4 separate regions of the Mus musculus genome follow, and all the other regions are linked to region 4. A link is a contact called in public HiChIP or PLAC-seq and promoter capture Hi-C data. All regions are on one chromosome and are shown on one strand. Each heading gives the region's core, a stretch centred on a gene start, on an enhancer-like site or on the middle of the called end of the contact. The rest is flanking DNA. Distances are from core to core; before and after follow the strand shown. Region 1 overlaps Abcc4 (ATP-binding cassette, sub-family C (CFTR/MRP), member 4). Region 2 overlaps Abcc4 (ATP-binding cassette, sub-family C (CFTR/MRP), member 4). Region 3 overlaps Abcc4 (ATP-binding cassette, sub-family C (CFTR/MRP), member 4). Region 4 holds the start of Sox21 (SRY (sex determining region Y)-box 21).

Region 1 (7,633 bases), core at 4,839-7,338, 350 kb after region 4:
GGCTGTTCAGGTTGATATATCCAACACTACGAGGTGGGGCTGGCCATGTAGCTCAGTTAGTACAGTGCTTGTCTAGCTTGCATGAAACATTTCAGAGCAGCGCCACACACACCAGAGGTGGGGCATGGCTGTCAAGCTAGCACATGGGAATCAGGAGTTCAAAGCAATCATTGGCTACAGAGTTTAAGGCCCATAAGCAAACACAAATTAGCAAGACAAATGAAAAATGCTAAGAGGTGGAATCAAGACTGGAGTGGGTAGAGAGAGCAGACCAGCAGCGTTTCCCTGATCAAATCAGAACACATATAGTCCTTGGCCCTTTAGGGGCAATGTTCTTTCCAACTAAGCCTCACTTCTTTATGACCTTCCATTGAGATACATGGCTACTTCTATTTGCTTTCTGTTGTGATAAAATACTCTGACCAAAGGCAACTTGAGGAGGGAAGGGTTAATTTTGTTATTTTCACATAAAACTTCCCAGTCACAGTCCATCATTTGAGGACAGAAACTCAAGGCAAGAGCCACTAGACGGCTAATCTCTCCCTTGCATCCTGCTACAAGTTTTTTTATACAGCCTAGATGGGTCTGCCTAGGGATGGTGCCGCCCACAGTGGGCTGGACCCTCCCATGTCTATCACCTGTCAAGGCAACTCCTCACAGACTTGACCATAGGCCAATTGGATTGAGGCGATTCTTCAGTTGAGGCTCCCCCTTCCCAGGTAGCTTTAGGTTGGTTGTGTCAAGTTGACAATAACAACTAATCAGGAGAGTCACCTGGCTTTTGTCCAGGTCTAGTGCGTGTCCTCAACAAAGCATAAAGGGTCAAAGGGTCAAAGAACTGAAGACTTCTGAGGCTTCTATTAAGAAAGAGGCTCAAATTGAGGATGAATTAAGTTCTATATCCAATCTCTCCAACTAAATTGTAGGTCACAGAAGGTAGAAGACCTTCCCCAACCCTATTCCTATCAGCGCGTAAATAATGAATTTTAGTAAACACACAAAAGGACTCTTAGGAATGAGGCTGAAGAGGAGAAACTGAAGTCTTACACAGGCCTGCTGCCTCAGATTAACAAATGAGACACCGGCTGTTCACCTGCTAACGGATGGAGCGTTTAGAACTTAGGAATTTGTAATTTTAAAATGGAAACTATTTTCTTACTACTTTTTCTGATGCTATGATAAAACACGCCAGCAAAGGCAACTTCGTCAGTTAAGAACTCACATGTGCTTGCAGTTTGAGGGTTTAGTCCATCAATGTGAGGGAGCCAAGGGGCAGAAGCTCAGAGCAGTGGGTCATACCACATCCACCTTCAGAAGCCATCCCAGTTCAGGATCCCACCCAGTGAACAGGGCTTCCCATACAGGGCGGGTCTTTCCATTTCTATTGATGTAATCAAGATAAACCCCATAGACATGCCCAGTGGTCTGTCTCCAAGGTGGGTTTTGATTCTATCAGCTTGGCAATGAGCACTGATGTGTGGTCGCTTGAATGAGAAATGTCCCCATAGGCTCATGGGCTTAAATATCTGGTCCCTGTTGGTGGTGATGTTTAGGGATGGTCATGGGACCTTTAGAAGAGATGACCCTGATGGGGGAAGTTCATCACTTGGGGTAAGCTTTAAGAGCTGTAACCTTGACCCACTTCCTGTTCTCCGTTTCCTGTGTGCTGTGTGAAGGATCCTGCTGCTTTGGGCTCCTGCCATCTGCCGAGATTTTCACCCCATGACTGTCATGGTGTTTTATCACAGCAACCACAAGTAATACAGCATCAAACATAAAAGAAACGAAAATGCGCTTTCCAAAAGCACAGAAAGTCATAATTAAGTCATGTACTTACGTTTTCTTTTTTTTTTATTTTAATTTTTTTATTAGGTATTTCCTTCATTTACATTTCAAATGCTATCCCAAAAGTCCCCAATACCCTTCCCCCACCCTGTTCCCCTACCCACCCACTCCCACTTCTTAGCCCTGGCATTCCCCTGTACTGGGGCATATAAAGTTTGCTAGACCAAGGGGCCTCTCTTCCCAGTGATGGCCAACTAGACTAGGCCATCTTCTGATACATATGCAGCTAGAGACAAGAGCTCCGGGGTCCTGGTTAGTTCATATTGTTGTTCCTCCATAGGGTTGCAGATACCTTTAGCTCCTTGGGTACTTTCTCTAGCTTCTCCATTGGTGGCCCTGTGATCCATCCAATAGATGACTGCGAGCATTCTGTTCTATTTTGCCAGGCACTGGCAAAGCCTCACAAGAGACAGCTATATCAGGGTCCTTTCAGCAAAGTCTTGCTGGCATATGCAATAGTGCCTGCGTTTGGTGGCCGATTATGGGACGGACCCCCGGGTGGGGTAGTCTCTGGGGTAGTCCATCCTTTCGTCTTAGCTCCAAACTTTGTGTTTTGTGTTGTGCTGTGTTTTATCACAGCAACAAGCAGTACAACATCAAAACATAAAAGAAACGAAAATGCACTTTCCAAAAGCACAAAAAGTAATAATTAAGTCATGTACTTACGTTTTCTAAATAAGAAATTAAAAAAAAATAGCTAATATTAGCTTTCTATCCCATCGTTTACTGCTTATGAAAAACTACAAGGGAAAAAACAGAGACCAAGTTATCTAACTCTGAACACTTGGTTTTTGAGGGTTCACACTCCCAGAGACTGCTTTTCCCCCAAACACGTCGACCTCTCCAGAGCACAGAACAGTGAGGACAAAGCCCTGAGCCTCACCTTCATCTGCGGCTTTAGCAACCTACGGTCTTTAAATGGAACATTCCAGAAACAAATAATTCAAACTTTTAAATGCTTTTAATCATAGTACATTATCATCACTCTTCTGTTCTGTTGTTAGCTATTGTTGCTTATCTCTCTCGGTACATATTCCACAAATTAAACTTTCTTGTAAATATAAAATGAGGGAGTGACCGGCCAGCGAAATGAGTAACGAGATAATTTGTTCTTTCTGAGTAAAGGACAAGGAGCCACACTCTGAACTCTGCCCCAAAGCCTAACTCCATAAGCAAATGAAGGAACTGGGTCTGTCTGTGGGATCCTTCCGCATCTGTACACCGCGACTCTCGGCTGCCATCGCTGTGAGCCTTCCCCGTGAGTCACCCCCAGGAGTCATCCATCACTGTGAGCCCTGGTGCCCCCAAGTCTGACATCAAAATATCTGCACTAAGGAGGTTCACCCTGACCAGACCGAGAAGTGACTTCGCCCTGTGCTTCTCCCGTTTCTGTGGGCCTAGAGAACAGGCGCATGGAATTGTAAAATGACCACCAGTGTTTGACCTCAGTTCCTCCAATAAGGACCTTCTGAAATCTCCATTCTGTGGGGACAGGTGTTTGTCACTAAAGCTGATGATCGAGTTCAGTCCCCAGGACCCACATGATGAAAAGAGAGCCAAGTACTAGAAGTTATCTTCTGAACTCCACACACTCACTACCAATACAAAATAAATAAATATAATAATAATCTATGAAAATTAATCCTAGTAAACATTATACTGCATTTCTAATAGGCCACTTAAAGAGCTCTAGAAGAATATGCAGTTGTGCTTAATTTGTCTTTATGGATGTTTTAGAACAGTTGATAATAACACTTTAATAAGATTTGAAATTGTTTTTCCTGTTTTCTTCCCCCTGATCTCTACACACACACACACACACACACACACACACTGTGCACACATGCACGCACAAGGCTGACCCTGAACCCAGGCAACCCTCCTGCTTTAACTTTTCAAGTGCTGGGATTATAGGAACGAGCCACGAAAATTTGTGTTCTATGTCTATATTTTTTAAAAGATTACAACAAATATTCCAGTGTTCCCACTCAAAAATGCAGCTCAGGAAAAAAAAAAAAAGAACATCTCATGGCAGTATGTAAGCATGGTTCTAAGTCACCTGCACAATAGCAAATGTTATACATCTCAGAGCTAACACTTTTCTGACATGTTGGTTGGTTGGTCATAAAGTTATAAAAACTTGGCATGGTGGCATACACCTGGGGTTTGTAGTAGGACCATTCCAGGCAAGACATTCAAGTGCGGTCAGAGCAGTACAGTAAGATCCAGCTGTGTGCCCTTGGCATGTACATGTGCACACACAGACAGACAGGCAGGCAGGAAGGCAGGCAGGCATATGCACACACATACATGCAGGTTGGGTAATATACTGGGGAATGACCCAAGAAAATGGAGAGGCATAAGACAGAAGTTGTCATCTGTCATCCAGAAACAGCAGCTCTTCCTCCATGACAGTTTTCTTTCTCTCGTGGCTTTAGAAATAATTCATTTCCAAATATAAAATCCTTTCGAAGACTGATACAAACAAGGAGGCAAGAGTCGACTGGACAGAATAAGGAAAGCAGGAATGGAGAAGCTGAAATGCCTCTCACTCACTTCCACACTAGACTCAAGGTAGACTTTGTAATTTCAACAAACATGTCACATTCTGGAGCACAGCCTGTTAGATTCCTAGTGGGTGAGTGGTGGGCTGCTAAGCCCACACAAGTTTTAGAGAATGTTAATGTATTTCCGATTGCTATGACTCCCACCCTCACTTGAGAAGAAATAATTCAATTTTTACCAGAAAAGAGAAATGTTACTACAGTTGGATCGTGGTGATCCACGGGTATTAGTAAGACATCTTTAGAAAATGAACAAGGAGGTGCTGAGAGTGTTGGGCACTGAAGCACCTGCCAGGCAGGCATGAGGGGTGGACTCCAGGTCCCCAAAGCGCAGCGCTGTGCACCAGTAACTCCAGTCAAGCACAGTGCTGTGCATCAGTAACTCCAGCATCAGTGGGTAGGTGGTGGCAAGGCAGAGACTTGTGCCCCCTTCCCCCTCCCCACCCCCACCCCCCCAGGCCTGCTGGCCAGACAAGGTAGCAATGTCACCAAATTGGTAAGTTCCAGGTTTGGTGAAAGACTGTCTCAAAAAATAAGAGAGAGTGATTGACCTCTGACCACCACACGTACTCGACCACACATACACAAACGGTTTCATACACCACACATGTACATGCCCAAAATAAACAGAAAAGATATCCGTGGAGAACAGAGAATACACTATCCAGTATTCTCCAAATTCCTAGGACACAGACATGCTGAGAGGTTAGTAAATGTTGAGCTGAAATTCTCACTGTAATTAACGATTCGTGGGAATCTTGTTCTTTAAGGTTTTTTGTTTTTTTGGTTTTTTTCAACCCTCAAGTAAATGAATGGGGACAGTACCAAGAGGCCTGGACAAGAGAACAAGAGGAATTGTGCACCCACATGGCAGACCCTCGGGAGTCAGAGACCAGGGTAAGTGTTTTGTTTTCTGTTGTCATTGTTAAGACAGCAGGTGAAGGGAGATAAGGAAACTGACAACATTTGGAGAAGTTTAAGTTGCCAAAATAAATGAACGAAGCCTGCTGTTAAGTGACAGGACACAGGGAAGGAGGCCAAATCTGTCCCACTCTCGGCCGATCCACGGTTTGATAAGAAGCTAGATTTGTCATTGCCAACAGACACAACCCGTCATAGGACTGATCTCTGAGACATCAAAGGAATGGGCAGGGAAATGCTGTGAAACCCTTCGGTATCTTTCCACAACCTGTCGGCTTTAGGGGTTTCTTAGCTTTTTCTTAACTTAAAAAACTTCTTTCCAGGGCCTGGAGAGATGGCTCAGCGGTTAGGAGCTCTGACTGCTCTTCTGAAGGTCTTGAGTTCAAATCCCAGCAACCACATGGTGGCTCACAACCATCCATAATGAGATCTGACTCCTCCTTCTGGAGTGTCTGAAGACAACTACAGTGTATAATAAATAAATAAATCTAAAAAAAAAATTCTTTCCAATTATTTCTAAAGAAATCCTATAGTGTGACAGGGTCACCAAATGTCAGCACAGAGCTGGTGATGGAGACTCTGACATGACTAATGTTGACTTCCCCTCTTGAAGAGCCTGGCCAGGGGCTCCCCACCTGCAGACACACCTTCAGCACTGGCAGCAAAACAGCAAGCACTTTTCTGTTAGATCTCTCCACCCAGAGCTATGTATCTGGATATCTCTCAAGGGTATTAGAATCAGCCAGTAGTTTATGGCATCTAAATTGCTGGCTTATTGATGCTAATGGGGCAGTCGACATAGTAGAAAGTTATATTTGCCCTGTTTGATTTATTACACCCTTCAATGTTCTAAAAAGATAACCCAGAGCTTCGAAGAACCAACTAGAAATCTCATTTTCTTCTCAGGCTGCCGTAACTGTATTTTGCGCAAGAGGAAGTTTTGAAGCGTCAGAACGACCGCTTGACAGACATGGAGAAGGAGTGCCCAGAATTAACTGCAGTGAACAAACCACAGAATGTCTCTAAAAACATCCCAGGAATAAAATTTGAAGGCCCAACAATCTAAAACTGCCTTGGGTCAACTTTAGATTTCACTTGTGAAATTTGTCATTTTTCACGCTTTTTGCAAAAGGTGAATACATAGAAGCTCTACATTTTAACTGCCAATAGTGTTAAAAAAGGAAAAAAAAAAAAAGAAGAAGTTTCTCCCACTCCGAGGAAGTACAACCATCCTCTCACCTGGAATGATTCCAAAGTGCCATTTAAATAGAACTCAATTATAGAATTTCAAACCGTCTTTCCTTAATTGCAAATAGACTTCTGTACAGAACTTCAGTCATATCATCTTCAAACAAAAAGTAAACCAGATGTTTGGTACTTACATGCAAAATTGAGCTCTCATTGTAAAACCAAATTAAGTTTAAAGTGAACTCTGGAATGAAGCTAAGCCCCATTGAAAACAAAAACAAAAACAAAACACGCAAAGCAACAAAGCCACACAATGCCGGTTTCGTTTGAGGCTTGTTCGTCTGAGGTGATCTGCTTTTCCATAAAGCCAAGACAGCACGCTTCCCGCAAACCCGCTGCGTATGGGAACGTGTATAACGGTTTCAAGGAGAAATGTCTACAACAGACCCAGGTATTTGAACGCCTGGGCCCTAGCTGGTGGCACTGTCTGGGGAGGAAGTTCGTCACTGGGGGGTGGGCTTTGAGAATTTAAATCATATGCCACTTCCAGGTCACAGTGTCTGCCTCATACCTGCCTTTGAAGGTGTGAGCTCTCACTTCCCGGTCCAGCTGCCACGCCCCCTCTGCTGTTGGTTGCTGCTCCTCCCCACTCTGAGACAAACTCTTACTCCTCCGGAACCATAGGTCAAAATAAACCTTCTCTTCCCTACGTTGTTGGCAGTTCTGGTGTTTTATCACAGTAACAGAAAAGGAACTAAGCTATCTTCCTAGGCTATTGATTTAGAATTTGTCAGTCGGAGGGAGGAAAATCCCTAAAATTGTATCATGTCATCTTTTAACAGTCAAAAAAGAAAAATTCAACCAATCAATTTTAATTACCTATGAACCAGGCAGTGTCTCACATCACACACATCCACATATTCGCAAGCACACACACACAGAGTTCTATCAATCCCATGCTACTTATGGTGTTGGAAGCAGTTTGAGAAGGCCTCATAGTCTGGCATGCATGAGGCTGTGATCTGCAGACAGGTAGGTAGCCTCCAAAGTTATGTTCTTCACCACATACTACCTTGGCTCGCAGTCACCACAGGGAAATTAAGGAGGGGTCATTG
Region 2 (7,640 bases), core at 5,095-7,594, 270 kb after region 4:
GTGGGCTCGGGTTCCCCATTTGCACTGACATCCTTTATAAAAGGATCAGAGGTTTGGGTTGCCCTCCTGGTCTCTTCCTCTCCCTCCTTTTTCTTACACATGCTATGTTTAGGGCCATGGCCCCTCAGTCATGCATGCTTTAGCTTACTTTAAAAAGAACAGCCGAGGTCACCAGCTTTCCCACTATTCATGGAAGGCAGGGCCTGCTCTGCTTCGGATACAGTGTAAAGAGGGGAGTCACGGGGATAACAGAGGACATGAGATAGAGATCCAGGGAGCCCATGTGTCATTGGGGCATGGCCAGGTCTCCTCTAGTGCACACACAGCATCAAGCCTCCATCCAGGTGGGAGTTGTGACCTCACTGCAGAACAGCCTGAGACTCCAAGGATCCCAGGCCGGGCCTCTCTGACCTATCAGGGTGATGCCATTTCACACCCTTGTGGCCACACAACTCTAACTACTGCCAGGAAAACCTCACAGCTCGTCATCTTCTAAGAGTCTTGCCTCTCTCTGTCCAGGAGATGAAAGAATCGGAATGCATTAGAGAAGGCTGACATTTTCAGAAAAGAAAAAAAGTAAACATATAATATATTTGAGATTATACACACATAATATATTCGGGAGAGAAAAAAGAGACAAAGAAGGGAAAAACAAAAACAAAAACAAAAACAAAAAAACACTAAAGCCCCAAAAGACTCACTTGGTGTTTTACAACCCCTACATAAGCAATCTTAGAGACAAGATTTCTTAGGTCATGTGACTGAGAACACATGTACAACCAAGACCAGCTCATTCAGGAAAGTGTATGCTGTGGCGCAACGTCCTGAACCCCACACTGACGTGGGAGAGATGTGGTGGTGTGGACCTGCGATCCAAGCTCTGGGAAAATAGAGGCAGATCCCCGGGCCTTGCTGGTCAGGCCGTGTGGACTAATTGGTAAGCCCAATTCAGTGACAAACCGTCTCAAAAAAATAAGGTGGAGAGTGACTGAGAAAGTAATCTTTATATCCAGCTTTGGCTTCTTCACGACAATGTACACTCAAGTGTATTGGCGTTCTCCAAAAACATGTACACAGAGGAAAACTAACACAGACACACAGACAGACACATAGACAGACAGACAGACACACATACAGGGGAGGGGCCAGCTGGAAGCATACTATAATACTGATTCTAATTTTTAAAAACTATCCAACCCTGTTTCTTAAAAATATTACCAAGGCAAAGCATTTCTAGAGAAACAGAACGACTGTGTGACTGGCGCCTCACTGCTGAGAGGCATCCAAGACGCCTGAGATCAGCCCCAGATGCAGCACACGGACACCTTGATATGCGTGGACCTGGGCCTGTCACTGGTTCTCCTCATGACTGTTAGGGCGGCTTGGGTGGAGTCTAAGCACAGGGGACCCTCAGGACTGTCTTACACATCCGCCACCTCGGTTGTGAGTTAAGGGAAGCTAGCAACATTTCATTTTGTGGGTGACAGATGAAAAAAAGTGTACGGCAGCCACGTTTGAAGATGCCTTTTGCCGTTAGGCTCCCAACTGGTGTGTGCACACAGTCAGAAGCCATCTTTAAGTTAAAAGATGTCGGAGCTTACCAGAAAGGGTGACAGGGGAGAAGACGCTACTTCAAAACCGTAACTATGGTAATGGCAGAGGGCAGCTGATCTCTGAGCTCTGGTGATTTTTAGTGTTTGTCTCTAAGAAATATACCACGAGTCTCTGCAACGAAGAGTCCATCAGCCAGTTACCGCGTCTCCGTTAACCGCTGATTTTTTAAAAAGTAAAACCCTGAGCTAGGCTCCAGGAGGGATTTTTATTATTAAGCAGCTTACAATTAATTTGCAGAACTAGCGTGAACTTGCAAACCACTTATGCTAAAACACGTAAACTAGAAGTACCTTCACAGCCAAAATCCTTTGCCTGCGCGAGTAAGGAACCCCCGAGAAGCGGCCTGCAGAAACACACTACACAAATAACAGGAAAATCCTCCAAAATTAAGGGTATCAATACAGCAAGCTAACCAAGGCTCCAGGAGTCTGCCAGCTGGACTCTTCTGCGGCGTTACAATGACAGGTTTGTCCGCAAACAGTGCTCTCGTATTCTGTGTAATTTGCTTTTATAAACACTTTCTTAGGGGAGACTCGGGAGCATTGTTTAAGCATGACGTCATTTTCCCTTCAGTTAATAATGAAAACAGATGGCCTCATTTTCGCAGACGCTTCCTCTGCCCCAGAAAAAGCAGGAAGCTAAGTGGCTGCTGTAGAGCACTACCTTCTGAGCCACACAGCCCACCTTCCTGAGCTCATGGGCCTCTGTGCACCTGTCAATCATCATGACAGCTCATGGACTGGTGGCATGCGCCCTTAGAAGGTCACTGGACCCTCACACACATTTCCAATCACTCCTCCTGTTCATGTGTACGAAGTTCTGCCCTGACTGAACATGGCCTTGGGGACTCGGGGTGGAGCTAGAGTATACGGGGTGGGGAAGGCTTATGGAAGGTGCTCCCTCAACGAATCACCTATGCTAGGTGCAGATGTTCCAGAACGGCTGCTTTAGGGTCACCCACTCTATAGCCCCCTCATCCACACTCTGTAAAAACAAACAAACAAACAAACAAACAAACAACCTAATAAGCCCATTGTTTTCCCACAGGGATCATTGGTGAACTGAACTTTGATTTGTTCTTGGGACCTCGGGATGTGCTGAGTGGGGAGACATTGTTCATGTGCCCTCCCCCACCCCCCGGGAAGAATTCTCACAACATTTGTACAGGACATTGAGTCTCTAGGAGAGTTTGAGGTTTGCAAAGGACAAGCAAGATAATGTATTGGCTAAGTCAGATTTGGGGAAGTTAAAATGCAGCATGATGCATATTATTTTATACACACTTCACGCCCATTCACAAACATCAATGCTCCTCCAAGTGGGAACTAAAGATAGTTCCAGCACTGACCCCTGCTTCCCCAAGTGCTCTCAACAGAGGCACACACAGATGCTAACGGTGGAAGTTACCTCCTCCAAGGCCCTCCACAGCTCCTCGTCCGTGTGCTCATTGAAGGGGTCCAGGTTTTTCCTCATGGTTCCAGTGAACAGAACAGGTTCCTAAGAGCCCAAGAGAGTCAATGTCACTGCCACGTTCTGACTTTCAGGACGTCATAGAAAGGAAAACAAAGGCACTCGAGTCCACTAAGGTTCAACACGCTCGCTCATAAAATGTCACTGCTCTTAAATTTCCCATCACATAAATGTGCTCCAAAATACCTTCCCAGTGCACGGAACGCTCAAAGAAGAAACCGTGGCAGTGTGCCGTCTTAAGAACGAAATGAGGAAGGTGGGTTCCTGTTGTTAAAAACACTTTCCTGGTCATAAACAAAGCTATGTTTATTGGAGTAACGTGAAAAAACTACTTGTCCGTGCTCACAGGACTCTGGAAAACAGGACGTGGTGTGAACAGTTTGTGCTTGGGTGAAACCTGTTATTTCCTCCTTCGGTGAAGAGTCTTCTGGGTCGCATTCTATTCTTCATTCAAGGAGGAGTGCGGCTGACGGAGCCAGTGGCCCTTCCAAGCGTGGAAATGACCTCTGACGTCACACCAGCCAATCCCTACATTATCTTGTCTGTGCATCAGGACTGCCTGTCTGGGGAACCTCACTGCTAACTACAAGGGCGCGGTAAGCCGAAACCCATTGTGAAGCTCGGACGGCTAACGCAACTTCCATTCAGGAGTTGCTCCCGAATCACATGCTGATTTCTAGGTTTTAAGGCAGCGTCGTGTATGTGCGCTTACGGGGGCTGCACGGATTTTCTTCTAGGAGTTCTGACAACCCAAGCCATAAGACATGGGCAGCGGAGAAGAGCCCAACTGGCTGTGAAGAATCTCAAGGTACACAGAGGTGAAGAACAAAAGTCACGGCTTTCCCACAGGTCCCGGGGACTGCTCCTGGGCTACAGATGTGTCACCTAGCCTTGAACAGGGTCTTGAACACTTAAAAGACCAAGGAGGAGGACTTTCCTTCAAAGACTGATACTGTTACTGCTTCTTAGTTTTACACTAATGACAGAAAAAAAAATGTGTGTCAGAAGACCAGGGCTGTTCCCCTTCAAATTCCCTCACAGCCCCCGAACTAGGACACCATTGTTGAATTTTATTTGTGCAAAGTTGATTGTGAAGTCATAAGAAATTTGAAAATGGCAACTAAATCAAACTGAAGGAATACCAAAGGCTTATCTAAGGTTATGCTTAAAATTACAGAATGTAAGATGAAAGACAAATGGCCATCTGCATGTGGTGGGACTTTCTTATCAGCAGAATAAACATTATTTTTCTGACTGCAGATTAAACACACACACACACACACACGGAGGGAGGACGAGTGAGCACAACTAACAAGACAGGTAAATTCTCTTCTTGCTTATATGAGGTTCACAGAAGGCACGTTGCTGTCTGCCAACTGTTCTCTCTTTGATGCTTTTCTGACCTCTCCACACAGACTCAGCACCACGGCCAATACGCTACGCAGAGGCCCCGACTAAGTGGCTCTAAGAGTGTGTATATGAGAGCCTTGAGGTAACCATGGTCAGGAATCAGCTTTGAGCCCACGTGGGAAATAAGAGTTGGTTTCTTCGTTTATGTGAAGGACAGGTCACTTTCCTTGTCCAGGAGATCTGATATCTACCTCAGCTTTTCTTCCTCCAGGTTCCACAGCAAAATCACATCCAATATATCAGGTCTAGACTCTGACAGAGAACTCCTAGACTTCTGCAGTGCCCCACCTTGAACACTAATACATGTAAGTGACTGCAGACATACAAAGTTCACAGTATTAGCATAGTAGGAATGGTGGCTTGGTGCCTTAGAGGAATGACAGTTCTGGTCCAACGCCCCATCTCACGAGCAGGTACTGACGCCTACCTTATCCCTACCTCCTCCCATTAGAAACTCCTTCATATTATATGTATCATATTATATGTATCAGCCACAGAACCTGCTTTCTCTTGTATCCTAAACACCAGCTTCAAACAAGAGACCCTTGGGAAGTTTGGCTAATTATCCCTAGACCACTATTCACTAAAATAAGGGTCTCTATTAAATCTATACTGTCAACTCAAAGGGAGTATTGGGCAATCACTCATGTTTATTTAGCAATGTTAGAAGAAAATAATTAAGTAAACAAGAGCAGTTTTCTTTGTTACAACACGCCGGATACACATTTCATAAGTAAAGTTTCATCAAGACTTGTTGAACAAGGAGAGTGATTTAATAAAACATTAACTGGTTGGAGCTATATTTTCTTTAAAAGTAGCAGGCAATTTGTTGACAATGCTGCTTTTACTAGGACAAATGCATTATACACTGCTCATTTAGTTTATCCACCTGCCAAATAAAATCCCTAATATTATCTTCAAAAGGTCATAAAAAAGTCCTCATAGCAGATACATACTGAGAGGGGAGATAAGGGTGAAGTTAATTATTATTTCTGGTAGATATTATTATTTAAAGTACCCACCTCCAAGCAATGAATTTCACAAACTAGTCTTATAAATAAGTGTTGTAAAAAAATGTTTGCAGGCAGAAGACTTCAGGGTAGGGATCAATGGGAGGAACCGACAACCTAATTTATTAGCCTCAGTATTTCCTCTGATGATATAGGCTTTAATAAGAGTCAAATTAGGAAAATAAATGCACTTATTCAATACAGCAATAAAACCAGAAGCCTAGTGTCAAACTTGTTTTTCATCATCCAGCTACTGTTGTAAGCCTTTGCAGCACATTCAGTGGCAGGAGCTTGGCTGGTACTAACATAACACACGCTCTTATTAGGCGTGCCACCCAGAAGCAGCCAGTCTAAATGAAACCATCTGGGGTACCAAGCTGATAATCCCGGTTCCCCAAATTAGAGACTTTACTAGGCTTTTTGAATGCACTGACTACAAGCTAGGCCTCCATTATGCTAAGGAGAAACTTAACCCGCTCAACTTCAGACACTTAAGCCAACCAGGGACCAAGACAAAAAGTACAAATGAACAAGCGTAATGTTCAACGCTTACTCTCATCTTCTGGGGGCACCAACCAGGAAACATCCCTCTCCTAAAATATCCACGCATTGGGGCCCGAACTGTCTCTGCTCTGCCTCCCAAGCCCCGTCTACTCTGATCCTTATGCCGGGCAGCGGTTCCCGGTCTCAAAGGTGGCGTCACCTGAAGTCCCCCAGGCTCAGTTTCTCTTTTCTTCTTCCCTTAGTCCTGTAGCCTCTGAATGAACTCACCATCATGCAACCTCAGAAGAAGAGAACATTGTTCGCCCACAAAAAGAGAAGAATTTAAGTCCTGTAAAGTCGCCTTTAAATACAAAAAGGTCACCAGCTCCAGGGAACAGTGCCATGGGTTTTAATGAAGACTTCAGTGTGCAGGAACAAAGGGACTGCATTAGGCTGGGATCCAATTGTATTTCTTTACTAGTAACACCACACCTACCCTCTTTTCTCTTTGAAACACACACACACACACACACACACACACATACACACACACACACCAGGTGATCAGAAAGGGGCCTTAAAGAGGCATAGCAGTTCTGGTTAACCTTTTAAACTCATTAGAAGCTCAGGGGAATTTTAAAAAGAAGTGGGCTGTTTAAAAAGCACCTGGCTTTTTGTTTTGGTACAAACAAAGGGAATCTATTAAACATACACAAAGAATCTGTTTGATCATGATAAAGATTACAGATGTTGGTACACATCAGCCCCTGCTAGCCGTTGTAAATGGGAATTTGCTGTGAATTGCTCTTTGATTGAGAACATTTCCTTGGTGCCAAAAAAAAAAAAAAAAAAAAAAAAAAAAAAGGCTCTGCTTGTAAAGGGATTCTACCCAGAAAAAAAATGTTGAGATCCACATGGGCAGATGTTTTCTGATAAGCTGTTCCTGAAGCCAGGCTCATCTTGGGCTCTCTTCCTGGCGGTGGCGAAGGTGGTAGGGGGTACGGAGGAAGTACAGGTGTCAGCCATTTGTTCTGCTCTAGGAAGATACAGCTCAAGTGGGGCTCCGTCTCCGTTCACTTGTTACTTAAAGGAGCTCAGGAGTCCCGCCCAGAACTGTCACCAATCTTAGGAACCCTCTGTTCCTTAAACTCTATTTCTGAATTGCCCCTGAGAGGTTGACAAATGACAGGCCCTTAGCTGTCTACTACCAAGAGGAGCTTAGCCATCTATCAAGGGGAGGAGCTTAGCCATCAACCAAGGGGAGGAGCTTAGCCATCTATCAAGGGGAGGAGCTTAGCCATCTATCAAGGGGAGGAGCTTAGCCATCAACCAAGGGGAGGAGCTTAGCCATCTATCAAGGGGAGGAGCTTAGCCATCAACCAAGGGGAGGAGCTTAGAAGAGAGCAAGAAGTTACTGCTCCCCAAACGGGCTGCTGGCTTGGTTCATCTAGACCTGCAACTCGGTGGCGGACCTAGATTTCTCTTTTGCTTCCCGTGCTACACAATCAGCTTTGGCTCCTGCTCACTTAGGGCAGCAGGATGCTTGACCCCCGTCGCTCTGTAGATTGGAATTCTCTACACATACAAGGATGGGCTCTGCCTCCACGGTTGAGTATCTTGGCGCTCCTTCAGTATGGCACCCAGTGAATCCAC
Region 3 (6,962 bases), core at 1,429-3,928, 310 kb after region 4:
TGTGTGTACAGACATAAGCACACCAATAAAAAAATGAAGTACCTCCATACGGCTTAGGACACACAAAAATAACTGTGAAATACACAAAAGAAAAAAAGGTCATTATTAGACTCCATCAAAGTTAGAGCCTACTGGCCAAAAGATACTGTTAAAAAAACAAAGAAAAGAAAATCACAAACTCGGGGGTGGGGGGTGAGGGGAGAAATTATTAGAATTAAACATACACGCATTCCAATAAATCAACCTGTAACAAGATTTTTAAGAATAAATTTACAAAGAATAAGCAAGAGATTTGAACCAAAAAATTCACACACACACACACAGAAAAGTTCCGAGTGGCTGATAAATGTGCACCAAAAAAAAAAAAAGGTGCAGCATCGCTAATCATCAGGGAAACCCAAGCTAAAACCATAGCGAGACCAGCCATACCTACAGTAAAGGCTCCGATCAAGAGAACTGGTAACACTAAGCCCCATGCGTTACCAAAGGCAGAGCGCCCCCAGTCACTGTGCATGCGATGTGTGAGTAGAATGGCACTGTGAAAACTTTTTGGTAGGTTTTCTTTTTTTCTTAGTAAACATACACCTACCCGAAGCACAGAAATCCCACCCAAGGCATTTTCATCTCAAGGGAATGAAAATATACGTGGCACATAAATACTGATACAAGGAGGGTTGGTCACAAAACGCGACAACAATCCAAATATCCATCAACCAACAGATGAATAAAATATGCTATCTTCCAATACAGCGTCATCTCTCGGTGGCGGTGGTGGGAGAATGAAGGAATGCGGAGGGGTAGATGGAGAATAAATGGACAAAATTCATCACTGAAACACTCATGGAATGAGACCTAGATAATCAAAGGAATTCAACCACAGAAAACTATGTCATCAGGGTTCCACTCCCACCTATGTGCAGGCATGTGCTGAAAATTTTATAGTCACAGTGTCAAGAAGGATTTATACTGGGTGCTTCTAGAGGAGGGAAGAGGACCCATGTGAAGACTAGACATCATTTCTAGATGTGACTAGAAGACTGGAAATGTGGCTCAGAACACACACAGCTCCCAAGGCCTGGGTGACCTCTCTCAGGGGGTCTGAACCCTGCACCACAAGGTAGAGGCCGTGCCGTCTACTTCTAGGCTGGATTCAGACCCTCAGCGAATCCCCCATCAGGAGCCAGAGAAACGGCTTGGAGGAACAAGTGGGTTGTGAAATTCAGAAACAGGAGAGACTCCAAGACAGGACTGATGATGATGAACCATGATCCAGATGGGATTAGAAAGGCACAGTGTATGTACAAAGCAAAGTGCTCAGGCCAGCGAGACAGCTAATGGGGTGCAGCGTGTGCTGCCGAGCCTGAAAACCTCCATTTCTTCTCCGGAACCTACATGGCAGAAGAGAGAGCTGATTTTCACAAGCATGCTCCTGCACACACACGCAATAAGTGTAGACAAACAACAACGACAACAAAATCCTGGGCTGGAGAGATGGCTCAGTGGTTAAGAGCACTGACTGCTCTTCCAGAGGTCCTGAGTTCAATTCCCAGCACCCACATGGTGGTTCCCAACCATTCATAATGGGATCCGATGCCCTCTTCTGGTGTGTCTGAAGAGAGCCACAGTGTACTCATACATAAATCTTAAAAAAAAAAAAAACATAAAATAGGAAGTGTGCGATTTTAATAAAATTGAAGCAACCAGAACACCAGAACACAGACAAAAATGGATACAAGCAAGAACAGCGAGATAATGGAACTCTAGAAGTCTCCACCACTTTACTCTCTGCCTTAACAACTGTGTAGGATGGCTGACGGTGGGAGAGCCCACAGGGGTGGGGGTGCGGAGGCACAGTGAAGACCTCTATTCTTTGACCACACACACCACCCAGCCATGTTAGCTTATAAAGTTTTGTGCTCCTGTAGAACACCACCAGGCTTGATTTAAAAAACAAAATTGTTCAGTTTTGTTGTTGTTGTTTGTTTTGTTTTTTTTGTTTTTTGTTTTTTTTTTTTTTTTTTTTTGCTCTTTACGTCTTCATTGCCTTCTTGCTAAACTACAACCATTATCGCCAGAGCACACATGCTGGGACAAATTGCCTACAAGCCTGGGAGAATCCCCAGTGACTGTCACCACACTACCAAGTGTGGTGCTAACTCTCTGACTGGCAAAAATCCCAAACTTCTCCTCTTCCAGGAATAGTAGTCAGGGGGCCTCATGAACGATACCAACCGATCACATGGGCTGCCTGGGTTATGTGTTGGTCAATATTGCCAGTACCTGCTATCGTCAGCTCGACTGTCTACGATCAGGGGGCACACCTCAGTCAGGCAGCTGGCACAGTGCTATCTCTGAGGCTGGCATTTCCAGGTGATTAATTATTCCCTCCTTGCAAATGCACCAAATAAAACCTCTTTTGTTGATTTCCAAAAGCATGAAAAACACTCTGATTCGGTTAAAAAATGGATGAGTTTACTTTTAAAGAATGAGATCTTTGAAAACCAGGGTGAGGCAACCTACCTAACACCGTCCTTTGTCTGAGAGGAATTGGAAGGTGGGAGTAGGCCGAGCAAACCATAGAAATCTCAGAATGACGAAGTCATTGTCCTGGGTGCTTTCTACACACTTCCCCTGACATCTCCACACAAAGCCGTGCAAGGGTCAGTGGGACCAGACAAGTCCGGGCAGTTCCACCCCTGGGCTTCTATAAAAGCCAGTGACCCAGCCTATTATCCCCAAGTCCTAGGCTGGCTTTGTTCCCCATATCCAGATGCAGTAGCTTTTGCTCATCCTGCACCCCCAGGAAGAAGGGACTGGGGACGGCTCCTTCGCGTCCTTTGGCTTGGCATTTTCACTTCATAAAGCAGAAGTCAATGTGTCTATGTGCAGGGAGGAGGGGAGGTGCGTTCAGTGGTGGTCTCCACTACTGCCCGCACTGGTGGCTAGAGTAGCCTTAGGATTAGTCCTTTGTGTGCCATGAAAGGGTAGGAAAAGTCAGTTATTTAAGCTCAGTCAAGTTGTTGGCCTGCTTTCTTTTTCTCTTTTTTCTCCCTTTCTCCCTTTCTCCCTTTCTCCCTTTCTTTCTTTCTCTCTCTCTCTCTTTCTTTCTTTCTTTCTTTCTTTCTTTCTTTCTTTCTTTCTTTCTTTCTTTCTCTCTCTCTCTCTCTCTCTCTCTCTCTCTCTCTCTCTTTCTTTCTGATGAGGATGTGAAGTGAAGAAGAATGGCTTTGCAACGAAGCTCTAAATCATTGGCAGCGTTTTGCAGAACGCAGCTGTGTGCAAGTTTGCACACTCAGAAGTACACCCCCCCCCCTCAACCCCACTAAATAATGACAAGTCACTACATTTTCAATTGCTTTGTTCGGAAGTGGGCATGTTAGCTGCCAGAATTCCAGATAAGTGAGACACTTTGCTCGATGCTACTGGGGACCACGGAAGCTTTGGGAATAGTCCAGAGATTACATTAGTATGAAATATTTACTGCTCAATGATCTGTTCTGAAAACAACAGACCCTGATCATGTGGCACAGAATGGGAAATAGCCACTAAAATGATAAGCACTCACAAACCCAACATCTTCCATACAAGCTCACGAGCTGGGACTTGGGTCTGGTCTGTGTCAGACAGTTACCTCAATGGAACACAAGAGAGCAGACGATGATCACTGTTACCAATTTATTTGTCTCGCTTAGAGATAATATTATATTTTAAAAGAAGCATATCCTTTGTTACTTGAATGAGTTTTGCTGGAGTGTCACTGAGGGGAGGGGGTGTGGCTCAGTGGTGGGGCAGGTGCCCAGCTCTGGATTAGATCCCCAGACCTGGGGGGGGCAGTGGGCCGTGTAGGGGACAGGGTCCGGGGGTGTTCAGCCAAAGACCTATCACTCTATCCGCAACTCTATCTGCTTGAGAAAATGAGGTAGAAAGGTTATTTGAGCCCAAGAATTCCGAGACAGCCTATACAATGTATCAGAATCTTACTTCTAAAACAAAACTAAACTGAAGGAAGAGAATTTTGCTGGCACGCTGGCAACCCTCTCTCCTGCACTCCGTATGAGGTAGGTGCTTTTCTTCCATCTTTACCGCTCTATACTATGTATCTCTGTCAGCAATGTCTGGAACGTAGCTCTGTAAGCATGCACAGAATGTAGCTCTGTGAGCATGCACAGAATGTAGCTCTGTGAGGATAGAGAGGGTCAGTGGTAAGGCTTAGTGAATTAGAAAGGAAGGTTGCCAGACTCCCCAATGCTATCACACATGACATGTGACCCTTATGCTTTAAGTGCCACTCTGTCACACACAGTCACTCCACAGCACGTAAACTTAAGGCTTTTCCTGAAGAAGCAAGAGCACGGACTGAAGTGATTTTTTAAGGGCTCTGTGACCTCACGTAGGAAGACACAGGAGAGAATCCACACATTAGCTTTTTAAACAGTCTGTCCTCATCTAGAGCGGAGGGCAGCTCAGTTTCTCCAGCTCCTACGATGTAATGAAACATAGCCACATCTGGTGGCCTTCAGGGTTACCTATGGGGTAAGGAAGTAGTTCCGGTGGTAGAGCTGGACTAGCACATGCAAAGCTCTAGGTTCAACTCCCAACACCATGTAAATTGGGCATGGTGGCATAGGCTTCCTCATCCCAGAACTTGGGAAGACAAGAGGATCAGAGTGCAAGGTCATCCTTCGCTATGTAGTGAGTTCAAGGCCGTCCTGGGATACCTGAGAACCTATTGCCTAAAACAGAAATGGCTTGTGATGGATGCATCCCTGAGGGATGAACCGTTCTGCACCACAGAGTCAGAGTCAGGATTTGTCTTAACCATGGCATTCTTATGTCGATGCTCCGTGTTTAAATCACTGACCCTCTGCCTCTGTGCTGGGCCAGTCCTCTGCTTTCGGTGCCCTCTTCTCCGTATCCTACCAACTACTACAACGTTAAGGGCTGGTTCTCAGGACACCGTCTCTCCAGGATCTGTCCCCACTGCCTTTGTCTTGTCTGAAGCCTTGTCTCAACACCTTGTGCTATTATTATTCCACAACATAGTCTCATTACAAACATCACACACCCTGGGAGTCCTGACAAGTGTGCCTTCTCTACTTCCTGGTGTTCAGAGACTATCCCCCACAAAACTTTGTCCAGTTCCTCCAGGCAGGATGCAATAGAATCCTGAAAGCTATGACCTACGAATGTAAGGCAGGTCGGAAATAATTCCCTGCAGCTTAGTCTTAATTTTAAAACATGTACAATGTAGAACTTACAACCTAGAGCAAGCCTTGGATTCATTGAGCGATACCTGCTTCTTCCTCCTGAAAAGTCTTATAAATAACGAGTCTTCAACAACTCTCAAGACACTGGGAAGGAAGCTCTCTGCACAGGGTCTCCGTGTATTCCTCCAGGACATCCCCTCCCCCACCTACTCTTCAGACCTGTGGTGGTTTAAGTGAGAATGGCCTCCATAGGCTCATATATTGGAATGTTTGGTTCCCAGTTGGTGAACTGTTTAGGACAGACAATAAGACATTTGTTAGAAACATGAGGGTTTGCTGTTTCAAAGTCCCACGCCAGGCCCAGGCTCTCTGTCTTTCTGTCTCTCTCCCTCCAACTTTCAGATCAGATGTGAGCTTTCAGCTACTGCTCTAGCCCCATGCCTGCCTGCTGCCCTGCTCCCTGCTCTGGTCTGTCATGCTGGTCATAAACTGACTCTCTAAAGCTGTAAGCAAATCCCTAGTTACATGCTTTATTCTATAAGCTGCCTTGGTCATGTATTTCTTCACTGCAGTAACCTAGTAACAAAGACAGCACGGAAACCTAATTTACTACCAAGGGTGGGGGGAGGAGAGCATTTAACTGAGTATTTTGGGGGGGGGGGTTGGGATCCAACTCTGGCTAGGTGGTCAGGACAGCCTCCTCAGCCTCCCAGTGCTGGCTGGGGCTATATGTGTGCACCACGGCACCTAGTCTTAAGAGAAGTGGTTAGTGAGTCATTTCAAAGCTTTCAGCCTATCAAGCTCCTTGTTATATGGTATCAGTTTTGTTGGTAAGAATGTCATCATTAAGTTACAATGACAAGCATCCTGAGAAAATTTAGTAGGATGCATGCGGTGACTATGGGGCAGAGCGCCAGCAACGGAGGGCAGACCACTTACTAGCTTTGCAAATGGTGTGCTTTTAAGAGACAGGAGGGCAAACACAATGTGCCAGTCAAGCAGGAGCAGACCAGCTAGGCCACATTCAGCCCTCAGGGTTCCCAAATTAATGGCTTCACTCAAAGGGGCAGAAGGTTCTGTTAGTGACACCACTGTTCATCCTCACCTTATCCACAACTCTGAAAGTCATGAGTCTCTCAGAGTAAAATGCACTGCTCAGACACCATCAGACCACTTCTGTGCACAGGGATGGTGCACAGACCCAGAGGCCAGGGCACTGTAGGATACTGAATGGAAATGGGATAAGAGAACAATGAACTCAGGAGATTCCTCACTGCATCACAGCATCCTAGTCTGCTGCATCCCTCACTGTGCATCACAGCATCCTGGCCTGCTGCATCCCTCACTGCATCACAGCATCCAGGTCTGCCCATCCCTCACTGCATCACAGCATCCAGGTCTGCCCATCCCTCACTGCATCACAGCATCCTGGCCTGCTGCATCCCTCACTGCATCACAGCATCCTGGGCTGCCCATCCCTCACTGCATCACAGCATCCTGGCCTGCTGCATTCCTCACTGCATCATAGCATCCTAGACTGCTGCATCCCTCACTGCATCACAGCATCCTGGCCTGCTGCATCCCTCACTGCATCACTGCATCCTGGCCTGCTGCATCCCCCACTGCATCACAGCATCCTGGCCTACCCATCCCTCACTACATCACAGCATCCTGGCCTGCCCATCCCTCACTGCATTCAGCATCCTGGCCTGCCCATCCCTCACTTTATCACAGCATCCTAGCCTGCTGCATCCC
Region 4 (6,715 bases), core at 611-3,110:
CGGCCGCAGACTGCGGGAAGAAGACGCGCGCGGCGGCGGCGGCAGCTGCGGCGGCCGCCTTCTCGGGGTTCGCGAGCAGAGACTCGGGGACCAGGCCGCCGCCCGCGCCCGCGTGCAGCCCGGCTCCCGCCTTGAGCGCCGGGTGCTCGGCGTCCGCCACGCTGCCCAGGCCGTAGGGCACGGGGAAGGCGAACTTGTCCTTTTTGAGCAGCGTCTTGGGCTTGCGCCGCGGCCGGTACTTGTAGTCGGGATGCTCCTTCATGTGCATGGCTCGCAGGCGCTTCGCCTCGTCGATGAACGGCCGCTTCTCCGACTCGGTGAGCAGCTTCCACTCGGCGCCCAGGCGCTTGCTGATCTCCGAGTTGTGCATCTTAGGGTTCTCCTGGGCCATCTTCCGCCGCTGAGCCCGCGACCACACCATGAAGGCGTTCATGGGCCGCTTGACGTGGTCCACAGGCTTGGACATGCTGTCGCCGTGCCGCGGCTGCAGCCCGCCGCCGCCGCCACCGGGGCCCTCGGCCTCCGCCCGGAGGAAATCAATGTTGGCTGCCAGAGGGAACCGGCTCAGCGGGCGGCCGTGCGTCCCCGCGTCGTTCCCGCGCGGGAAGAGAGGACCAGACGACCAGCCCTGGGTCGGGGCGCTGCGTCCCGGACCGCTTTGGTCTGTCTGGTCGAGCTCTAAGAAAAAATCCTCTCCGGGACCCTGAAACTTCTCCTCGGTGTCCCCACTCCGCGGTGTCACTCTGCCCTCTGCTTTTTTGTCCTCTGTCCCGTTGCTTTGGCTCGCCAACTCCCTGCAGGTGGCCGCTGCCTGGTTCTGCTCTCCCCTCTCCTCTGTCTTCAGCGCCTTAAAAGCCAAGCAGCCCCGAAAGTTGAGCGGCGGAGGATCCACCAAGTTGAGCCGAGAAGCCCGCCGCCGCGTGCTGCCAAGTGCCAAAGGGGGCTCTCGGCGGCTGGAGTGTTTGGGTTCTCCCCGGTGACTTTCTCATTTGACAGAAGCAGATGGGAGTGGGGGAGGGGTGGCCGCGAAGAGGAAGAGGAGGGGTAGGGTCGGGGCGCGCAGAGCAGGGCGGCGGACAGAAACACAAACACTGCAGCGGCCCGTCTTCTGTGTCGGGGTCAGGGCGCGCTGATGGAACCCCCAATCCTGTAGTTCTGCTGAGGGCTGACGCTGTCCCCGGGCACCTGCCTGGAGAATCTTGCTGCCGGGCTTTGGCACAGGAGAGGAGAGGAAGGAGGCGGGCTGAGGTTTTGAGTTAGCCTGAGTCGCCGGGCCTCAGTGGAGACTGTCCGGGTTCTCCGACTCGCTGCTGCAGGCTGTCCCCGGGGCCATGCTTGCTCCGCTGGCTCCCAGCTTCCCCGGGCGCACTGAAGGTCTCGGGCTCCCGGAGCACTCCAGAAGCGGAGGGCTGCTCGGTGCGGCGCGGCCGGCCAGGCCCGGGCGCCTTCTCCCAGCTCCGGTCGCAGCAGCCAGACACTTGCAACTAACTTCTCCCAAGTTTCCGGCCCGGGCTCAGCCGCGCCCCTCTCGGTGAGCGCGCCTCCGAGCGTGCGCCCGCGTGGGTGCCGCGCCCGCGAGCCCCTGGGTCCCGGCTACTCCGGGCGCCGCAGGCTGGAAGGATGCAGGGATCCAGGTCCTGGAGGAGGACGGGGATTAAAGAAAACGTGCTATATCACCTCAGATCGCAGGTCTGCTCTGGGGCTGCTCCTGCTTTCCCAGCTCCGGGCCCAGGCTTTCGCTCCGCCGCTTCCGAGGCGACTGCAGCCCGGCTCAGGTGAGTGTCGCCACCTGCGAGTGTTGGCGCCGGCAGCGGGCGCTGGGTGTGCATGTCCAGCCGCGGCCGTGTGTGAGTGTGTGTGTATATCCTGGGAGTGCGGAGGAGGAGCCGGGGAGTCCAGGAGGGAGGAGGGACCAGCGGAGCCTCCTCCCGTCCCCCCTCCCAACACTCCTCCTCCTACTCTTTTTTCACTTTGAGTGCAGGTTTAGGCGAGTGGAGTGTCCGCCGCGCGCCGCGGAGTCTGCGCACTGTTTGGAGCTTGGTGTCGCCGGCGGCTCCCCTGTTCTGCCCAGCGCTGCTGGTGCTCTGCTGGCTGCTCTTCCGGGAGGATGAAAGCGGTACACCAGAGGAAAAGAGCTTCAGAAACTGGCGAGGAAGAGGGTTGAGCCTGGGGGTGGGAGTGGGGGAAGAGTCTTTGAAAGTGTTTGAGACTGTTCCGAATGGCAAGAAAGTACTCATTTTCCTTGGAGGGCCAGGTGTGACTCGCAACAGACGCCTCCGGCAGTTTCTTGCCTCATGGTTGCACTCAGAGGTAGTGGAGTGGAAAGTAGCCCAGGATGGACAGAACATTTTTGGCAAGCCTTTGGAAAAGGAATGAGCCTAGGTTGAGCCCGCATCCCCTTCTGAATACACAGCTTTTTTAAACAGTTGTCTTCTGTCTTGTTTTGCCTTCTTTTAATTCTGGTCGTCAGAGCTATCTCTGTGTTGTTTCTTTAACGTTTGCAGTCTCTCAACGATAGGGCAAAGCTGCTTCAAATCAAAAGCATAAATCATTTCTCTAAATAAAAATTTTAAAAATGTTCTACTCTGACAGTTTTTATGCTGTTGAGCCAGTTTTCTTGCTTGGTAGTTAGAGCTATTATAATTGACGCTATACACAATCAAAAATCAAATAGCACCCCCGAATATTCCTGGGGAACCCCCCTCCTCAGGGACTTTGTGTTTCAGGCAGATTACTTGTCTTCCTTTGGCTGTTTGCAAGTAACACATTCGTATACACGGTTAGCTTTTTTTAAAATGTCTTTTTGCAATTTATGTCCAGTTTGTACACACACGGGACCTTTGAACCATTGATTTGTAATCAGGGCATTAACATGAATTGGTTTGCACTCCTATTTATTTAAGAATTGGGCTTGTTTTGTTGCTCATTTAAATTGAAGAAGGCGATGGCTTTTGAAATGTTTGTTGTGATAACAGACATGCCAGTCAGCAGTGGCATGTTAAGTGGGTTTCTGTTTTCCTTAGCTGTCATGTTTGTAAATGCTTATTTTGTATTGTTTTTGCTCTCCTGTTGCTAAAACAATTGAACTGATTCCTCTAGAATCATAATTCTTTACCTCACTTTTGTAGACACTGTCATTCAGACTCTGGGTGGTGCGATGCTAAGACTCTGGCAAGTGTAATTACATAGACTAGGATATTAAATACACTGTTTCATGATGATAAACTACAAAATTACTGTCTCTGAGCTTTCAACCTACCAACTTGCATAATAGTTTTGAGACAAAATATTACCCACTGTCACACAAAGAACATATATATGGGAACACAATATATGAAAACTGTTATTCACTAATTCTGAATAAAGTTGAGTCTAGTAATGAAAATTATCTTGACATAAAAAGATTGAAGGCTGAAGAAATCAATTTATGTTGGTAATTTAAATAATTTATGCGCTTCAAATTTATCTTATAAACATGCAATAAATTATGATTGCATAGAAATGTTTGTATATATGACTGAAATCTATGCTTATGTATGCTATAAGTTGTCAAAAATCAAATACATAAAACTTTTGTGAATAACCCCAGTATAAACTATGTAACATTGCCCTTTTAGCAAGTGAGCCAAGTTAGAAAACTCAGTAGAAAGCAGAGACATCATAAAAAGAAAATAATTGTGTGTGCGACCTGTGTTCATGAAACAAAACTTAGCACAGTTCAAAATGGGCGATGCTTTGGTTTATCACTTCTGGATTTTTGGGGGGGTGGGGGGTCAGTATTCTTGTCCTGAGACCTTCACATCTGAAGAAAAGAGCATCCTCAATAATTGTGAGATAAAAGAAAATAGTTTCCCTGTTACCCATCAACCTCCAGACCCCTCTGGCATGAGCCCAGCAGAGCTTTTAATAAGGGAAAGCCCCAAACCTTTGTGTGTGTGTGTGTGTGTGTGTGTGTGTGTGTGTGTGTGTGTGTGTGTGTGTGCAAATGTAAATTCAGTTTTCATTTGCTCCCCTGTTATGTTCAGATCGGTAGAATGGCACATGCTTAAACAACTAGGGTGCAGTCCCTTCTGAATGATGAATATGTAGGTTATAGGAAAGGGAATGGCCCATATGAGGAATAGGTAAAAGACAAGGAAATGATAGAGACTTGTCAGTGCGATGGGTCCTGTCGACTCTTAGGAAGCACGCAGAGAGCAGACCACCTGGTTAGTTTCACCAGGAGACTCTGCTTTCTTTAGGGACACGGTAGTGCCCGAGCCACAGAAGTATCCAGTGGGAAACAGAGCAGACTTGCATGGAAAGTCTGTGGGTGTCCTGATACTGCCCTCCCCCGCCTCATAGCCTCCTTCATAATTGCTCTCCTTTCCCAGTCCCGAAAGCTTCACTAGGAGGCAGCAATGATGCTGGCAGGAGTCGAAAAGTACCTGGCAGCATCAAACCAGGCAGATCCACTTTCTTCTTCTCAAAGGCATAGGGAGGTCCAGGTCCCAGTGTGAACCTAGACGCCTCCCCCTCCCCCCCCCCATCTTTTCAACGTTCTCCTCCCCACTTCCTCCTCCTGCTTCTTCCTCCTCCATCTCCTCCTCTCCTTTCCTTTTGCTCCATCCTCACTCTGTATGATATTTTAATCTACAGGTTTCAGGAACCCAACCTTCAGGATACTTTCAACACTTAGAGGCCAAGCCTCATGGTGGGATCCACGTGGAATCGGGGCGTCTAAAACTATCCTTAAGAGAACCTTGGGGTCCAGCTCTTCAGCAGGTGCTAGGAAAGAGTCATCTTTCGCTCGAAATGCAATGCAGCTTGTTTGACCTGCTAAGAAGGGAATGATGACAGCAGCCAACCTTATTTAGGCTTTAGTGACAGCTCTGCTTTCCCAGTCTTTTATCCTACGGGGGGGGGGGGGGGGGCAGGGCGATACAGGTTCCAAATGGATTAAACAGGCAAGAAAAGTGAGTTACATCAGAGGGTACAAATATAGGCTTTCGTATCATTTTGAGATTTCAGTCCCCGATTTTCATCGTTTCTGCTGTGCTTACAAAGCTAAGGTTGTACTGATGAGGTTGTACAAGGAGGTTGGCACTGGCTAGAAGAGCTTTCCCTAATGACTACACTAGAAACACCAAAATTGTCTCTTTCTGACTCTTCGGCCCCACCCAAGGCCCTCAGCCCTACCCCCGCCAGGAAAACCTTTCTAAATTTAAGAGAGGCAGTTGCACAAAATCCCAATTTTAAGCTTCAAGAACCCTGCAAAAATAGCAGAAAGCTTTAATCTCTGTAGATAAGTGCTTTTAAGGGGGTAGATGGGGAGGGTTGAGGGTTGGTTGCTAGGCTGAGGCAAATCCAGAACCACAATCCTGTCATGTGACTCGTGACGTTGGCAGGGCGGGGCCACTCATCAGTTACATCAGCAGCGCGGTCTGTTTATTAGGAGAAGAACAAATCTGAGAGGATTCCTCCTGGATGCCCTTCCTTCTGACTGGGGACCTGTCTGTGGATGCCTTGGGGTTCATTCAGAGAGTAGTTTTCTTATTTCCCAGCTGCTAGGACTTAGTTCTTAGCCCTCTCTGCGCTTTTTGAGAAGTACTATAGAGTAAGAGTCACACCCCAGTTTATGGATTGGAAAGGCGCCTTAGAGTAGGTGATTCCTCAGTAGTCGTCCTATGGCAGGCAACAGAAGGACATCAGCTGCGCAGTCACTGCTGGGTGACTCAGTGTGCAGACCCTCCTGCATTCCTGTGACTGACTTAGGGCCGGTCCTCTGAGGGTCCATCTTCACAGCCCGATGTAGCTCTCTCCTGAGAGGCTCTGCCAGTGCCTGACAAACACAGAAGTGGATGCTTACAGCCATCCACTGGGCAGAGCACAGGGTCTCCAATGAAGGAGCTAGAGAAAGTACCCAAGGAGCAGAAGGGGTTTGCAGCCCCATAGGAGGAACAACAATATGAACCAACCGGTACTCCCAGAGCTCCCAGGAACTAAACTGCCAATCAAAGAAAACACATGATGGGACTCATGGCTCTAGCTGCATATGTAGCAGAGGATGGCCTAGTTGGTCATCAATGGTAGGAGAGGCCCTTGGTCCTGTGAAGGCTCTATGCCCCAGTATAGGGGACTGCCAGGGCCAGGAAGCGGAAGTGGGTGGGTTGGTGAATGGAGGAGGGGGGAAGGGGTAGGGGGCTTTTTGGAGGGGAAACCAGGAAAGAGATTAACATTTGAAATGTAAATAAAGAAAATATCTAATAAAAAATCTGATGTATCCTTAAAAATGATTGTTTTAATGTTCTAACTTGTGAAATTTTTATCAGAAAACTTTCATATATATTATCTATTGACTTCTTCCAGCTAATCATGCTGTTTGGATACATTGGTTTTACTGTGCATCCCTGCAGTTCACTCATCTTAGCTGGAAAGATTGTGCAAACGTGCCGCAGACTATTGCTTCCTTCCTTGTTGATGAGACATTTCCTGTCTTGTTTCCTTCTGTTTGCACAAAGTATGAAGGCTGTGAAGTGGGAAATTCACTTCATGCTATGTCTCTTTTCTAAGTGGGTCCTTTAGTGTTGTAGTTTATAGATATGTGTATGAATGTACATATGTATATATATGCATATATGTCTATTATATATAATTGTATATTATTTATATATATGACTATTGTCCTGTGTTCATTGTCTGTGGGATGTTTGATATACATAAATCAATTTCAACA

Evidence for each region. Promoter capture Hi-C pulls out the DNA fragments that hold promoters and counts their contacts. HiChIP or PLAC-seq counts read pairs in DNA pulled down with a chosen protein or histone mark.
Region 1: a contact with region 4 is called in a promoter capture Hi-C map of hematopoietic stem and progenitor cells. The contact joins the enhancer-like site here to the promoter of Sox21 in region 4. A contact is called at or near these places in 19 of 39 promoter capture datasets (the 3T3-L1 cell line, the HPC-7 cell line, HPC-7-derived erythroid cells and 13 more), 4 of 15 datasets of contacts at CTCF or cohesin (embryonic stem cells, large pre-B cells, pro-B cells and 1 more), 53 of 484 Hi-C or Micro-C datasets (the AtT-20 cell line, B cells, the G1E-ER4 cell line and 35 more), 34 of 115 datasets of contacts at active chromatin or transcription factors (Th17 cells, acute myeloid leukemia, astrocytes and 21 more) and 5 of 9 other capture datasets (adipose tissue, embryonic stem cells, embryonic tail and 2 more).
Region 2: an H3K4me3 HiChIP or PLAC-seq map of embryonic limb bud shows a contact between it and region 4, with 6 times the contacts expected there. The contact joins the enhancer-like site here to the promoter of Sox21 in region 4. A contact is called at or near these places in 1 of 39 promoter capture datasets (cranial neural crest), 1 of 484 Hi-C or Micro-C datasets (epidermal suprabasal cells), 20 of 115 datasets of contacts at active chromatin or transcription factors (astrocytes, a colorectal cancer cell line, craniofacial prominence and 12 more) and 2 of 9 other capture datasets (adipose tissue and embryonic tail).
Region 3: a contact with region 4 is called in an H3K27ac HiChIP or PLAC-seq map of stem cell-derived neural progenitor cells, with 4 times the contacts expected there. The contact joins the enhancer-like site here to the promoter of Sox21 in region 4. A contact is called at or near these places in 5 of 39 promoter capture datasets (cranial neural crest, frontonasal cranial neural crest, hematopoietic stem and progenitor cells and 2 more), 1 of 484 Hi-C or Micro-C datasets (nephron progenitors), 14 of 115 datasets of contacts at active chromatin or transcription factors (craniofacial prominence, embryonic basal ganglia, embryonic brain and 9 more) and 1 of 9 other capture datasets (adipose tissue).

Annotation. Positions count from the first base shown.
Region 1 is chr14:118,576,468-118,584,100 of GRCm38.p6, forward strand. All of the region lies in intron 19 of Abcc4 (ATP-binding cassette, sub-family C (CFTR/MRP), member 4), which reads right to left. Among named protein-coding and RNA genes, the nearest start is that of Mir6391, 12 kb to the right of the region's middle. Within about 2 kb of position 6,089, at least 10 of the 459 cell types and tissues checked have an H3K27ac peak or open chromatin away from gene starts, as enhancers often do. A contact at or near this core is called in bone marrow-derived macrophages, granulocyte-monocyte progenitors and hematopoietic stem and progenitor cells, where this site is marked.
Region 2 is chr14:118,504,572-118,512,211 of GRCm38.p6, forward strand. Abcc4 (ATP-binding cassette, sub-family C (CFTR/MRP), member 4) reads right to left here. Exons shown (of 31, transcript NM_001033336.3): 27 at 3,022-3,111. Among named protein-coding and RNA genes, the nearest start is that of Mir6391, 84 kb to the right of the region's middle. Within about 2 kb of position 6,345, at least 10 of the 459 cell types and tissues checked have an H3K27ac peak or open chromatin away from gene starts, as enhancers often do. A contact at or near this core is called in embryonic limb bud, where this site is marked.
Region 3 is chr14:118,540,508-118,547,469 of GRCm38.p6, forward strand. The region is part of intron 20 of Abcc4 (ATP-binding cassette, sub-family C (CFTR/MRP), member 4); the gene reads right to left. Among named protein-coding and RNA genes, the nearest start is that of Mir6391, 48 kb to the right of the region's middle. Within about 2 kb of position 2,679, at least 17 of the 459 cell types and tissues checked have an H3K27ac peak or open chromatin away from gene starts, as enhancers often do. A contact at or near this core is called in embryonic stem cells and stem cell-derived neural progenitor cells, where this site is marked.
Region 4 is chr14:118,235,170-118,241,884 of GRCm38.p6, forward strand. Sox21 (SRY (sex determining region Y)-box 21) reads right to left here and starts at 1,861. Exons shown (of 1, transcript NM_177753.3): 1 at 1-1,861. The coding sequence starts at 466. It overlaps Gm4675 (predicted gene 4675), which reads left to right and starts at 1,063. Exons shown (of 3, transcript NR_131969.1): 1 at 1,063-1,775.